Linked DNA regions of Capsicum annuum: region 2 is linked to region 1. A link is a contact called in public Hi-C data. All regions are on one chromosome and are shown on one strand. The core of a region is the stretch at or near the end of the contact, and the rest is flanking DNA. Distances in the headings are between cores, read along the strand shown.

What was found. Hi-C and Micro-C count contacts between places; a contact is called where the count stands out from the background.
Region 2: a Hi-C map of leaf shows a contact between it and region 1, with 2.2 times the contacts expected there. The contact joins the promoter of LOC107863366 here to the enhancer-like site in region 1. A contact is called at or near these places in 3 of 5 Hi-C or Micro-C datasets (bud, leaf and placenta).

The regions. Positions count from the first base shown.
Region 1 is chr3:184,892,343-184,896,717 of UCD10Xv1.1, reverse strand. No RefSeq gene overlaps it. Among protein-coding and RNA genes, the nearest start is that of LOC107863365, 11 kb to the right of the region's middle. Within about 2 kb of position 1,842, at least 5 of the 5 cell types and tissues checked have an H3K27ac peak or open chromatin away from gene starts, as enhancers often do. A contact at or near this core is called in bud and leaf, where this site is marked.
Region 2 is chr3:184,968,263-184,972,637 of UCD10Xv1.1, reverse strand. LOC107863366 (receptor-like serine/threonine-protein kinase At4g25390) reads right to left here and starts at 1,908. Exons shown (of 1, transcript XM_016709249.2): 1 at 1-1,908. The coding sequence starts at 1,689.

The DNA.
Region 1 (4,375 bases), core at 593-3,092:
TAAGTGATAAAATCAATAAAAATATGTAAATCAGATAAGCGAGGAGAAAGAAATAACATAATTTACAACAAAGGGGACTGATTTATAATAAATTAACTACCCCACATTAATGAACATGTAAGGTAAATAAGAGAATAAAAATAATTTGTCCAAGTCAAACAAAGAAATGTTTTGGTTTCATTCGGATCAGAACCCCAACTTGTTTAATCATCATTCGACCCATCGGCCGAACTCTTAGACAAGTAACAATGTCATTAGTCTTACCATTAATTTTTCGTTGGGATCATCACTTTCGAATGACTACCCATTCCACCCGACCTAGGCTAGATGTCAGGTCTAAGGGCGTTCTATAACAAGGATAAAACTAACGTCTCTTAGTAATACTTATCGTCCCACCTATCGTCCAAGAGGCATTGGACTTTACTATTTTGGATTTGTGTTCTAGACAAAAATAAAGTTATGTTGCCTAGGACTCGAAGCGCGTAACACTTTGGAGAGCAAGTAGCACATAAGAATCCCAAGTTAGCCTCTTGATTAATTAACGTCAATTAATGTGATTAACATGCGAAGACAAATAATTACTCATTAATTATTAACCTATAGGTGTGATATCTAATGTTCAACAAATGGTGATAGAAGACAACTGTGATTTGTGTATGCAACAATGTGTTGTTAAGTATTAAAAGAGGGTGTCAAAAGTGTGATAAATGTGTCAAGGAATATAATGCCATGACATGCTAAGATGCCTAACACTTAATGTTTAACATGCTAGAAATATATTTATATGTTAACATGCCATCAATATGCTAATATGCTTGATGTCAAATAGTGTACGAGCATGCTAAAATACTAATATGCTTGATGTCAAATAATTTAGTATGCCAATTTTCATAAGTTCAGGAATATTTAATAAACCGTGGATAATGATTCACTTATTAATAAATCTTAAGCTTGTACCTAAATGACCCACGTAGCATGTAATGCACGTAAACCCTAGGTTGTGCCTATCTATACCGTTCATAGAGCATGTAAGTCTCAGACCCCCGAAGCAGTCCCCCAAATTTATTATTACATCAATAACAATAATGTATTTACAAATTTTACAAACCAGATAATAAGTAAAATAAGAAGAAAGAAAAACAACTAGCTATGAAGCATAACATAGTCAATTCATCATCTCGGGGACTCTTCGGAACCCCCTCCCAATAACACCTGTTGAATATAATAGAAGAACTATGCAAGCACGGGACAAACACACACATGGTCTGGCATATTGAAACGATTAAACACGACACAACATATAAGGAGCAAACAATTGTTTCAACTAATCCTATAGACATGCTTTCTAGTATGTAAATACATTGATGAGAGACTTACTAGTGCAGCAAGTAAAAGAAATAAATAGAGTCAAGCACTTGTAAGAATAATAGCAGGATGCTTCTAGTAAGCCTCGAAGGAAAACCAAAAGAAACCAAGTATCTAATTGCCTCGTATTAAAATAGCAGATGTTTTGTTTAAGAGAGAAGTAATTATAATTGCAATTGTAATTGTAATTGTGGAACTTCAGAACTGTGTTAATTGAAAGAAGAGGTTGTTTATATAGTGAGGGAAAAACAAATCAGCCTAAACATAAAAGGAAGGGAGAATATTTTTAGGTAATTAAGGAAAAGTAAAAGGAAAATAATATTTTAAAATCAGTCAAATAGTCAATTAAGGTAGAAAAATTATCCAGTTTTACCATAAATATGTAGGCAAAATATGAAGGCACTCACGTGGGAATATCTGCTACTTGCCTTACCGAGAAAACAATCAATCACCAAAAATCACAATCCCTTAATTGGGTACGAACTCAATGTGCCATTAAAGAGTAATATAATATAAATGTGTCATAAACATCAATAAGCCACAATCTTAAGAGAGGAGAAATAGTCAATTAGAAATCAGTTACAAATATTCAAGAATCAAAATTGACTAGAATACCTATCAAATCTAACCAAGAGGGTCAACCCTTTTATTCAACAAAAATCAAGCAACTAATATTTGTCAAGAATCAAGCAAATATACAATAATCAGTGAGAAAAACAAGCACCTCGTTTAAATCAAATTCCACAAAAGAAATTGAGGTTAAAGAAAAAATCATATGAATTTGGGGTTTTCATATATTTCGCTCTAGATGGGTAAACAATCAGAAATTCAAAGAAGTTGAACCAATGTTCAGAGGCATACGTAATCAATTTGAATCTATGAGCAAAGGAGACACAAAAAAACAATAAAAGAAAATAGGGGTAGATTCATGTAAAACTTGAAAAAAAAAAACCTGCAACGAATTGACATTGATAAATCTGGCAAGTACTTGTAAATTCCTTTATATCGAACTTCAATCGGAGTCAAGGACACTATAATGGCAGCGTCAGCGATAAGAATGACTGTTGGTGGCGTGGCTGTTTTCGCCGGTGACGGCATTGATCGCTGGGACGGAGCCAAAGGGGGCAGAGCCACAACAGTTTCTCGCGGGGCTGGCTGGAACGACGACTTCTCATCATTGGTTGGCTTTTGACGGTGAAGAAGGTGGTAGTGCGTGGACTGGAAGAAGCGGTGACGCGCTTAAATAACATTGGTCTCTATTTGTTATTCCTTCTCTGTTACCTGCATCTTTACATCGCACTAAATAACAACGGTTAGACATGTAAGAAATAAATAATTGATAAACTAAACGTGAATGCAAAAATAAAGAAAGCATATCTGTTGTATTGTGAAATCGTGTGATCAGCTGCTTGGCTTCCCATTGTAGGATCGACTTTTAGGCTTCTCCATGCATCGTGAAATCATGTGATCAGCTACTTGGCTTCTCATTGTGGGATCAGCTTTTGGGATTTTCCATGTATTGTGAAATCATGTGATCAACCACTTGGCTTCTCATCGTGGGATCAGCATTTGGGCTTCTCCATGCATCGTGAAATTGTGTGATTAGCTACTTGGCTTCACATCGTGAAATTGTGTGATCAGCTACTTGGCTTCTCATCGTGGGATCAACTTTTGGGCTTCTCCATGCATTGTGAAATCGTGTGATCAGCTACTTGGCTTCTTATCGTGGGATCAACTTTTGGGCTTCTCCATGCATTGTAAAATCATGTGATCGGCTGTTTGTCTTTTCATCGTAGGATCGGCTTTTGGGCTTTTCCATGCATTTTGAGATCGTGATCCATACGTGCCACTTTTAGCTTGACTTGGCAGAAATGATTAGTGCAGATATATGTGTGTGTAGAGGATTGAACATTGTAGTAAACAACCATAACGGTAAAGATAATAGAATATGAGAAAGCGTATCTGTCATGTCGTCGGATCGACTGCGAGGCTTCTCGCCATGATGTTGGATTGTATATTATGCTTCTTCGTGATGGAGTGATTCCTGTCACCTGTACCTGTTAATCTTGTACTCAAAGAAAAATTGTGAGTTTGTAAGAGGGGAAGGTTGATTTGTGCTGTCTGGCCTATCATACTAGATCGAAAGGGGCTCCTCCCTCTCCTCCTCCTTTACCTATAAGTTCTTGAGGAAAAGAAACAATGGGCGATTATCACATCGTTGGAGAAAAATAGGGTATTAGTTCAAAAGGGGATAGTATCATTGGTTTGAACAAAATGATGATGAAAATGGAACAGGAAATCCTGGAATTACAAGTAGAATTGGCGCAAGTACGCAACCTAGCTAAGATTTCCCTCAACCTGAACACTCCAGAATTACAAGCCGATAGCTTTACCGTCCCAAAATCCCAAGATCCTTCCGACCATCCAATGCCTCATCTCCAGCTCCAAAATCCTACCAACATTCAAAATATCCGAAATGCCAAAGCTCCTTTATATATGCTTACCCAAGAAACTAGAAACTCCGCTCATCTTTCTCCACAAAAGCCTTTGCATCCAAACATATACCACCATCACGCATTTGGAAGCCTTAATCTGAACCCTATCTATGTTGAAACACTTCTGCTCAACTATCCTCAGCCCACAGTCGAGAACCCAAAAAATAATTATACGATGCAGGCTGTAGTTGAGAGGTTAAGATATTTGGAAGGAAACAAGGGTATGAAGGGTCTCAATTACGAAGATTTGTGCATCCACCTAGATGTAGAACTGTCGGAGGGGTACAAACCTCCCAAATTTAAGTTATACAATGGGACTGGAGATCCTAAGGCACATCTGCATGTGTACTGTAACAAACTTTTGGGTGTAGGAAAAAATGAGAAAATTCGGATGAAGCTATTTATGAGAAGCCTCATGGGAGAGGCTCTTACATGGTACATTGAGTAGGATGTGAAAAAGTGGGCAGGCTGGCTTGACCTGGCGTCTAGTTTCGTTGATCGGTTTAGGTATAATA
Region 2 (4,375 bases), core at 659-3,158, 76 kb before region 1:
CCCACAGCTACCATATTCTGGTGCAACATAACATACAGTTCCTCTCATGCTTGGTGTGCTACTAATGCCACCACTTTTAGGTATCTCCCCACTAGCAGAATCATAACTGTTCTTACGAGCTCTCCGAAGCTCACTACTAAATCCATCCAACCACCAATCCATGCTACTTTTACTGCTCCTGCTCCTGCTCCTTTTCTTCTTCTTAGCACTATACAATTCATCATCCCTCGGCCACCAAGACTCACTATGACAATCATCACTAACTGAACCTATTCCACCCTGTTGCTTCTTCTTTTTCTTTTTCTTCCTAGCAAGCTCCTCACAATACTCCTCCTTCCACCACTCCCTTGCAGGTCTCCTCTTCTCCTTCTTCACATTTTTTTCATCATCTAAAGAAACCCACCAATCTAATCGCTTCCTATGTTTCTTCTTTTCTGTTTTTCCTACTGGTCCTGAACTCGACGAAGCCCCAATCCACTCCGTCTTCGGCCTCTCCTTCTTGATCTCATTTCCAATCCATTCCATTACATAATCTTTCACCACTCCTGAATCTGTCCCACCAGTATCTTGCTTCCACCACCAGTCTTTCCCTGTAATACTCCTCTTCTTCTTCACCCCACTCTTCTTATGACCAATTTCAATCCCACTGTCTATACTTGACCGATCAAAATTACCCTCGGAAAGACTCGTTTTTTCTAGACCCTCAGATGGAGACGCCATAGCTGCCACCGTTCTTGGAGATACCACAGGGGCCTCAGGTGACAATTCCACCCCAGTAACAACCGTCTCCGGCGACGCCTCGAGTTTAACAAAACTCTCCGGCGACTGCTCAACTCCTCTGTGAAACTCATCTACACCATTAACAGTAATCACACTCTCTGTATCCTCAGCCACCGACCCATTATCCTCAGTCCCCAGTCCTCCCAAAGGACTCTCCTTTCTCACTTCAATCTCAACGTGATCCTCTACTTTCAACCTTGCCAATCCAAAATCACCGATCTTTGCATTGAAATTATCATCCAATAGAATATTACTAGGCTTTATATCACCGTGAATCGTTGGTGGGTCACAATAATGATGCAAATACTCTAACCCTTTAGCTATATCAATAGCAATCGACAATCTCTTTTTCCAATCCTTCAATTCACTACACTTGCGATGCAAAAGACAGTCCTGTAAACTCCGGTTAACCAAAAGCTCATAAACCAGCAACATACGACGGCCTCTTTTGTCAGACGAGAAACCGATAGTTGACACAATATATTTCGAATCGATTTTTCCAGCGAAAAATAGCTCGTTTTGGAATTCACGCTCGCCTTGTAAGGACCCTGAGTCCATAACTTTAACGGCAACAGAGACATTGGAGTTGGAACTCGGGCTTTTGACAGTTCCTCTGTAGACTGGCCCAAACCCGCCTTGGCCTAACCGAAGCAATGGAGAGAAGTTAGAAGTAGCGCGGCGTAGTGAGTTGTATGAGAATCGATGGGGAGGTTTTGACTCGGAATCGGAAGAGGGTACGGTTCTCTTCAGGCTGATTTTCCGGAAGCAGAAAGTGAAGAGAATAAGGAGGGAGGCGGCAGCGGCTATTCCTCCGGCAAGTGGTGGCAATAGATTGTGGCTCTGACGGTGAACAGCCGGCGACAGCTGCAGCGGTGGCGGTGGTAGTGAACGCAGTTCACGAGATGGCATGGTGAAAAGAGAAAACGGAAATTACAGAAATGATGGATTTGTGCAAGTGAGAAAACTACATAGAGTTATGGTTGCCTAAATTGGATCGGAGATTTTCTTCTTTTACAACCTTTAAAGATGTTGAACTGGGACTGCTTTTTGCTTGCAGAGGTATATGGCTTTTTGTGCATATCTTTATTTTGTTTTTATTTATTTTGCTTTTCTCCTATTCGACTTCACAAATCACAATATTATTATGCATACAGATGTATAAGTCTCTGCTTGTGGTCCCTTTTTAGTCAAAGCCCCCACCTGTTCTTTTTTTTTTTCCCCCCTTTTCAAAAAAAAAAAAAAAAACTTATATAAATCTCAACCTAATTACTTTCTATTTCTAACTTTTTTTCAAAATTATTAAAAATCTCTAATTTATTTATACATCACTTAATTTTGCACAAATACATCACTTAACTTTACAAATACATTATTTCCTTTAATGGTGTAGATGAGCTTATAAGTAAAATTAGGATTTATATAATTATTTAAAAAAATTAAAATTTTAAATAGTTATGGTAAATTAAGTTGTCTGCTGTTATTTTACCTTTTTCCTTTCGCATCTTATACTCTCTTCAAATCCTCTTTCTGATTTAATATTTATCATTTTAAAAAAATCAAGACATCGTTAATTATTTATTTTCACTTTTTACACCTTAATTATAAATATAGAGATATTAAAATGTATGCAAAAATAAATGTTAAATTGAGAGGAATACAACAACAATAATATATTCAGTATATTTTCATAAAGTGGGGTTTGAAAAGGATGACGTGTACGCAGTTCATATCACTAATTCAAATGAAGTAGAGAGAATGTTTTCGAGATCCTGGCTCGAAACAGATAACAATATAACAAATAAAAAACAACAAAATGAGATAACACACTGTTAAATAATAAAAGAAACAAAACACTGATAAACTAATACCATAAAATATCTATTCAAGATTACAAATATCAACACTACGAACAAGAAACTACATGCACAAACACAAATAAAGCACTCCTCCCTATTATTACGGATGCACTCATACCCACTAACCATCTACCCTAATTCGCGTCCTCAGCACATTTCTATCAAGGGTCATGTCCTTTGTAAGTTATAACTGTTCCATATTATGCCTACAGGGGCACCTCATGAAAGTTCGTAGACTAAAGCAAAAAAATTAATTTGAGGCCTTAAGAATTAAATAAAAATTTAATATGATTTGTTTTGAAGTTTATCTTTTTAGATTTTTGTGTGACTAATTCTTATATAGTTAGTTCTAATAATTATTTTTCAATTGATAATATAATTAATCGTTGAGATATATAGATTCTAACAAACAATTATACACAAAATACAGCTATAAAATGAAAATATTTAAAATAGCTTTGATGAAAAATTAGATGAGTTTAGATTTAAGAAGTTGAAAACTTAATATCAAAATGTAACCATTTGCAGCATAATTGTTGAAACATTTGAAATGTGAGCAAAACATAAAAAGAACACCAAATATCTTAATTCAATCGCATCCTTTACCTATTATATCTTACTGGACCTTATATTATACAATTCTTATATCTTACTGAAAATTATATCAAACATTTTATATTTAAGTTATATATATAGCTTAACTAATACTTGAATTCGAATAAATTAAAAAAAAGGAGAAAAAAAAGTAAAAATTGAGTTAGAGGGCGTATGAGAAAAGTGAAAGAAAAATATAAGGCCTTTGAAAACAAATCACTGAGTAAGGAACGAAAGTTTAAAAATGGTAAACAAGTAATTTGACGTAAAAGCAAAAGATAAGTATTTACATTCAACCTTTTCCATTTAAAGTACAAACAGCCACGTCAATTACTATCAAAATATTACCTTACCCTTTTTTATAAAAAAAACGTGTTCTACATTTTTACTTCAAAATTTTTAATATATTTAAAAATGAAAACTAATCTCCTACAATTTTAACCTCAAAGTTTACCAGGTAATACCCAAAATTGGGCCCCTAGAAATTTTGAGCCTAAAGTGGTTGCTTCATCCGCCTTTACCCTATGGCCGGCCCTGTATGCCTAATTACTTCCCTCTTAAGATTTTTCAGTCTATCTCTATTCTATTTAAAATCATTCATAGTCAGCCTCTCAGACCTCTATACCAAAGCATATGCGTGCCTCCTCATCGCATGTCTGAACCATCGCAACTACTTTTTCACATCTTATCTTCCACCGATGTCACTTTCACCTTCTCTCAAATGACCTTATTTCTAATCCTATCAATCTTGGTAAGTCCACATATCCATCTCAACATCCTTATCTGAGCCACTTTAAGTTTTTGTACGTGAGAGTTCTTAACAAGCCAACACTCCACTCCATACAATATAGTCAGTCGGACTATCATTCTGTAGAACTTATCGTTAAGTTTAGGAGGCACCTTCTTATCATACAAGACTCCTGAATCAAGCCTCCACTTCAAGCACCCTGCACCAATTCGGTGCATAACATTCTCGTCAATCTCTCTATTTCCTTGATAAAATTCAAGAGGAGGCGAATTAAAAATTTCTGTGAGTCAGCTGTTGAGTCTTTTCAGTTGACTTGCCTGTAAATCAGTATATTTCACAAATCAGATTAGATTTAAGTAAACAAATAAGTAAACAAACAAATGGAAATAAAAACACA